2 separate regions of the Mus musculus genome follow, and region 2 is linked to region 1. The links are chromatin contacts, called in public Hi-C maps. All regions are on one chromosome and are shown on one strand. Each heading gives the region's core, a stretch centred on a gene start, on an enhancer-like site or on the middle of the called end of the contact. The rest is flanking DNA. Distances are from core to core; before and after follow the strand shown. Region 1 holds the start of Cyth4 (cytohesin 4). Region 2 holds the start of Apobec3 (apolipoprotein B mRNA editing enzyme, catalytic polypeptide 3).

What was found. A called contact is a pair of places that touch in the nucleus more often than the background predicts.
Region 2: a Hi-C map of B cells shows a contact between it and region 1, with 8 read pairs. The contact joins the promoter of Apobec3 here to the promoter of Cyth4 in region 1. A contact is called at or near these places in 1 of 39 promoter capture datasets (liver) and 1 of 484 Hi-C or Micro-C datasets (B cells).

Annotation. Positions count from the first base shown.
Region 1 is chr15:78,595,775-78,598,474 of GRCm38.p6, forward strand. It overlaps Cyth4 (cytohesin 4), which reads left to right and starts at 1,273. Exons shown (of 13, transcript NM_028195.3): 1 at 1,273-1,445. The coding sequence starts at 1,427.
Region 2 is chr15:79,891,017-79,893,716 of GRCm38.p6, forward strand. It overlaps Apobec3 (apolipoprotein B mRNA editing enzyme, catalytic polypeptide 3), which reads left to right and starts at 1,392. Exons shown (of 8, transcript NM_030255.3): 1 at 1,392-1,553. The coding sequence starts at 1,501. D730005E14Rik (RIKEN cDNA D730005E14 gene) reads right to left here and starts at 2,122. Exons shown (of 1, transcript NR_030675.1): 1 at 1-2,122.

The DNA.
Region 1 (2,700 bases), core at 23-2,522:
TGGGGGGGGGGGCACACCCCACTTCTGTGTGTGCGTGTGCATGTGCAGGGCCTTGGCTATGCTAGACAAGCTCTCTACCCATGAGCTATGTCCCCAACCCTCTTCTTGTTTCTTATTTTAAGACAGGTTTTCACTGGATCAGGCTTGAATTTTTAATCCTCCTGCCTCAGTCTCCCAAGAAGCCAGGATGACAGGCCTATACCTCCAGGCCGGAAATGTCTGCATCACTCAAGGAAGGAACTACATGCCTATCTTCCCTGGGTGTATTCATTCATTCACTCATTCATTAGTTCATCCTCACTTGAACACTCCTTTCTCCTCACATTTTACGAGAGACTAGGACACAAATGTGACCTTGCCCTCACTGGACTTCTAAATAGATTGGAAACAGATCAGTGAGCCAGGATGTGCCCTGAATTCCAAAGAGTAAGCGCTCCTCTGACTGAAGTTTCTGTCAGCCATCCCTTTTTCTCTGCAGGATCTGAACCAACTCACCAGAAAAGGCCTGAGAAACAAAGCAGTCAACAATGGGGCAGCTGGGGGGGGGGCAGTTAAAGCCTAAAGGAAAATCATTTTTTGAACACCTACTACATTCCAAGAATCTTACACTGCTCTTTCTACATTCCCAAGGTTGAGTGTGCATACTCTCTTCGGACGCAAGCCAAATGAGACTCGGTGTAATAGGTTGACTAGCCCGAAGTCACATGCACCCTGTTGGTGGTGACACCTGCCTGAGTGGAGATGCTGAGGGTCAAACAACTGGATCTGGCCACAAAGTCACATGGAAGGATTGTACAGATTTGATGGTGAGTTTCCTAGCGGCCCGGGGAGAGAGGGAAATTAGACACTTTGTGAGACGTGGGGGGGGGGGGGGGCATTTCTTTAAAAAAAAAAAAAAAAGCAAAGCCCCTCCCCCATCCCTGAATGACTTGTCTTTTCTCCAATGAGATTTGATTCAGGGGAGTTCAGAGAGGACCCTAGAAGCTGGGAAATCTTTTGGCTTATATTTAAAGAGGTTGCTGGGTAAAGACCCGCGCCCCCCAGAGAAGGTCCATCGTTAGGACCTTCTTCCCCTGTGACTGAGCTTGTGGGGGCCCATAATCCACCTGTCTGTCTGTCTGTCTGTTTGTCTTTATCCACCCACCCCCACTCCCCTGCCCTAGCTCTGTCTTCCTTCTGCTTCCCCACTTTCCAAGTACTCAGATGCCAGGGTCTGAGCTAACTGGTGAAACTCAACTGCCTTTAGGAAGTGCGCTCTGTGTCAGGAGCCTGCGCACAGACCCCTGTGGCCAGGGCTGACTTCCTCCCACAGGGTCTGGGCGGGGCAGGCAGGAAGGGGCCATGACTGGTCCTCTTGGCTACCCACCAGAGCAGCAGCTGAGCTGGCAAGGCAAGCAGCTGGGCCACCTTTCCCCTGGGCTTCAGAATGGATGTGTGTCACACAGGTAAGCGATAGGTCCCAGCCACGGGCCTCAGTCCTTTCCTCCGGCAGAACAGGGAATCAAGGGCAGCCGTGCCCAGAAGGCCAGGAAAGAAAACCTCAAACTCCATGTGCAGAGGTAGGCACCGGGCTAGACTCCAGGCCTCGGGGTCCCACAGGCATCTGAGTGGTTGCTTACCTCCTGGGCTCTGCACTATGAGGTGGATGATGACAAACGAGATAAAAGATAGATAAAACAGGAGATCAAGGACGAGGGAAGAAGGAATTGGGAGTGCTCAGGCCGACGCGGCTCAGCAGAGTTCTTGGGAGTTCCAAGGAAGAGTTTTCAGGAGGGAAGGCCCCCCATAAGGGACCTGGGAAGAATGACTTCTGATGAAGGTGGATATTGTTGGTGGTGACACCTGCCTAGACCCTGTGAGGGCCCTACAGAGTCTTCTTAGCTCCTGGGGTCTGGTGACGTTTGATGGAGGCTGGGGACACTGCCTGAAGGAGTAACATTCATTCAATGAGGCCCTGGCACAGTAGGCCCTGTTCACTCAGTAACCAGGGCGGTGGGTCTGAGGGACAGAGAAAAAGGAAATGGGAGGGACAGGCTGGTGTGGTTCTCAGGGAGCAGAGAGCAGGGCTGTGGGTGGAGCCATGTCCCTGTACCCTCAGAGAGTTCTCTTGGAGTTCTGGGCTCTGAGGGACTGCAGCTGCTGGCTGTCTGGATCCCCAGGTCTATATGACTGGTTCAGAGTGACAGATTCTCCAAATGATACCTAACCCTTAACAGCCAGGCCCCACCCACCAGCACTGGGCCCCGCCCACTGGTGCTGAGCCCCGCCCACTGGTGCTGAGCCCCGCCCACTGGTGCTGAGCCCTGCTCACTGGTGCTGGGTATTCTCCAGATGCTATGCCTTGTTCTGTATTCCAGAAACCGATCAGGTTCTTCCTTCCTTCCTTTCTTTTGTTTGTTCTCTCTCTCTCTCTCTCTCTCTCTCTCTCTCTCTCTCTCTCTCTCTCTCTCTTTCTTATCCCCACCCCCTTTATTTTTAGATTTTTGGAGACAGTGTTTCTCCATGTAGCCTTGACTGTCCTGGAACTAGCTCTGTAGACCAGGTTGGCCTCAAACTCACAGAGACCTGCCTGCCTCTGCCTCCCAAGTGCTGGGATTAAAGGTGTGCACCACCACTGCACCTGGCTCCCTCAGACTCTTTCAACAGCCATTTATTTATGGTCGGGATACAGGGGGCTTTGACAGGACATAATATAAGAAG
Region 2 (2,700 bases), core at 142-2,641, 1.3 Mb after region 1:
TCCCAGCACCCACACTGCTGCTCACAACCATCTGGAACTCCAGTACCCAGGGACCTGGTGCCCTCTTTTGAATGGTATATACACATAGGTGCAAACAAACACTCATACAAATACATGTAATAAAGAAATAAATACAGTGACTGGCGCTATTTCTTTCATTCATTTCTTATAACAGTTTGGGCACTTGCTAAGTTTCTTACATAAACCACATTTTATCTTGCCAGCATCCCAATAAGGTAGCTTTTTTAAAATGCCCATTTATAGATGAAGAATATTAGACTCAGGATGTTAAATAAATCATCAAAGGCCACATTAAGAAAGAGACAGAATATCTTGGCTGCAGGGCTGGTATTATTAGCACTATGTCCTCCTTTGGATCTGAGTTTGGTGCATTTTCTGGATCTACTTTTGTTATATTTTCTTTTTATATGTGTCTACTTCCGACTGAAGTATTATTTCCCATTAGTGCTGTTATATTGTGTCCATTTGTTTTCCAAGACAGTAGAAAACTACACACACTCCCTCCCCCACCAAGTTCAACAAGTTTGGCTTTGTAAAGAAATAAGGATAGCCTTCCACCAGATGGGGGCGCTGTGACACGCTCGCCCTACAGGAACTGGCTACTGTGCCCAGAGCCTCTGTGGAGAGCACCGTGTATACCTGCACACGTGTATCCCAAACCACTGGAAGATTACTTGACTCCGTGTGCATTCACTCCTCCAAAGAACGCTAGCTGAACCTCAATAACCAGAAGCGTGCACTTGCTACATTTGACTGGTCCACGCTACTGCCCTCGAGAGACACAGGTCTGTGAGAACAGTAAACTCATTTCGGTCTCCCTCATCTGCAGGGAAACAAGCTTGGATGACGGGCTCTGATACCAGCTCGGCCACCTGCTGCTGGCTGATTCGGAGCCATCAATGATCCATTTTTGTGCTCCCCGTTGATCTCAGTCTAGCTCCACACCTGGGGCAGTTGGGAAATTAGAGGTGAAGGGTGCCAAAATCCAAGCCACAATTAGAAATGCGAAGCCAGGCTGTCCCCTCCCCTCCTAAGCCGAAGGGAGAAAATGTAAGGGTCCCCACTCCTTAACACCTACAGAGTCAAACCCTTGGTTCAACTGGCAGCTTTGGCTGCAAGCTCGGCACAGGATGGTCTAGGCAGGTTGGATGGAGACGCCTGGGGCCACCCTTGGGGCGTCTGTCCTACCCTCACCGCGGTCGGCATCAGCTTCTCTCTACCATCAGTTAGTTTCCCTTTCTCTTTGCGATCCCCGCGGGCCGCTGTACAGAGGAGCAGGTCTCTGCCAAGCCAAGGGACAAAGAGGTGGGCAGGAGCCTTCTGGGCTTGATCGCCTAGAGCCCTCCCATTCCGGGAGCTGATGCAGGAAGAAGGTGGGGCCTGCATTCACTTGGCCCGGGAGGTCAGTTTCACTTCTGGGGGTCTTCCATAGCCTGCTCACAGAAAATGCAACCCCAGCGCCTGGGGCCCAGAGCTGGGATGGGACCATTCTGTCTGGGATGCAGCCATCGCAAATGCTATTCACCGATCAGGTACCGCTGGCCCCGCTCCTCCAAAATTTTCACTGCAGTCTCTTCCTGGTGGCCCCCATTTTGCTGTATACCGAGCCTCTCCTCTAGGTCCCCAGCTCCCGATTCCTCTCTCACATTCTCCAGGATACTCCGTAGCTCCCACTCCCCTCGAGGGTCCTTGTTCTGAGCCGCTTCGGTTACCTTATAGCTGCTTCTAAACTGGCCACCCTGTACCCCTCTCCACGTCACCCATATTTCTTCCTGTTGAGACTTCTCAGTCTGGGGTTACTCGCCTTTGGGTCTTCATGCTGATCCAGGGCTAGGCTGGTCTGGGCTTCAAATTTTAAAGAGAAATCCATGGAAGCAGACTTTGGACGACCATGTATGGAGAACTTTCGATAGATGTCCTAGAATATCCGTGCTGTTTTAACCCAACCTCAGGGGATACTGGGAGAAGAGGGGACCACTCTCTAAGGCAATGTGAACCACCTTTCCAGAAGTAGCCACTCTGAGCTGGGAAAGGGAAAGGGTAAAGAGAAATTCCCCTAACACACCCATTGCCTGGATGCTTGTGGAGACTTCTCGGAACCACACCAGTCAGCTAAGAGAAAAAGAGAAATAATAGGGGGCGGGGTTGGCACTGGAGAGAGATGGCTCAGCAGTTAAGAACCTTTGTCACCTTCCACAGAGGACCAACTGCTACCAGCAAACACATGGTATGGCTCACAACCACCTATAACTACAGCTTCTGGGAATCCAAGGCCTTCTCCTGACCCCCAGACATGCACATATTAATTCAGAACACATACACATATGTATACATGCCCAATGGCAAGAGATGTGAGTGGCCGGGTGTGGTGGCGCACGCCTTTAATCCCAGCACTCGGGAGGCAGAGGCAGTCGGATTTCTGAGTTCAAGGCCAGCCTACAAAGTGAGTTCCAGGACAGCCAGGACTACACAGAGAAACCCTGTCTCGAAAAAAACAAAAGAAAAAAAAAAAGAAAGAGAGAGATGTGAGTGTATTTTAAACCTACATATAAGAAGAAAGTTATACTGCCTACTCCCTTGGGTGACATTCTGATTTTTGTCCCTTCTCCTGGTGCCTGTGATGTCGGTGGAGGCCACTGTCCCGTGGGCAGCCCAGCTGCAAGTGGTGCGTGCATGCGT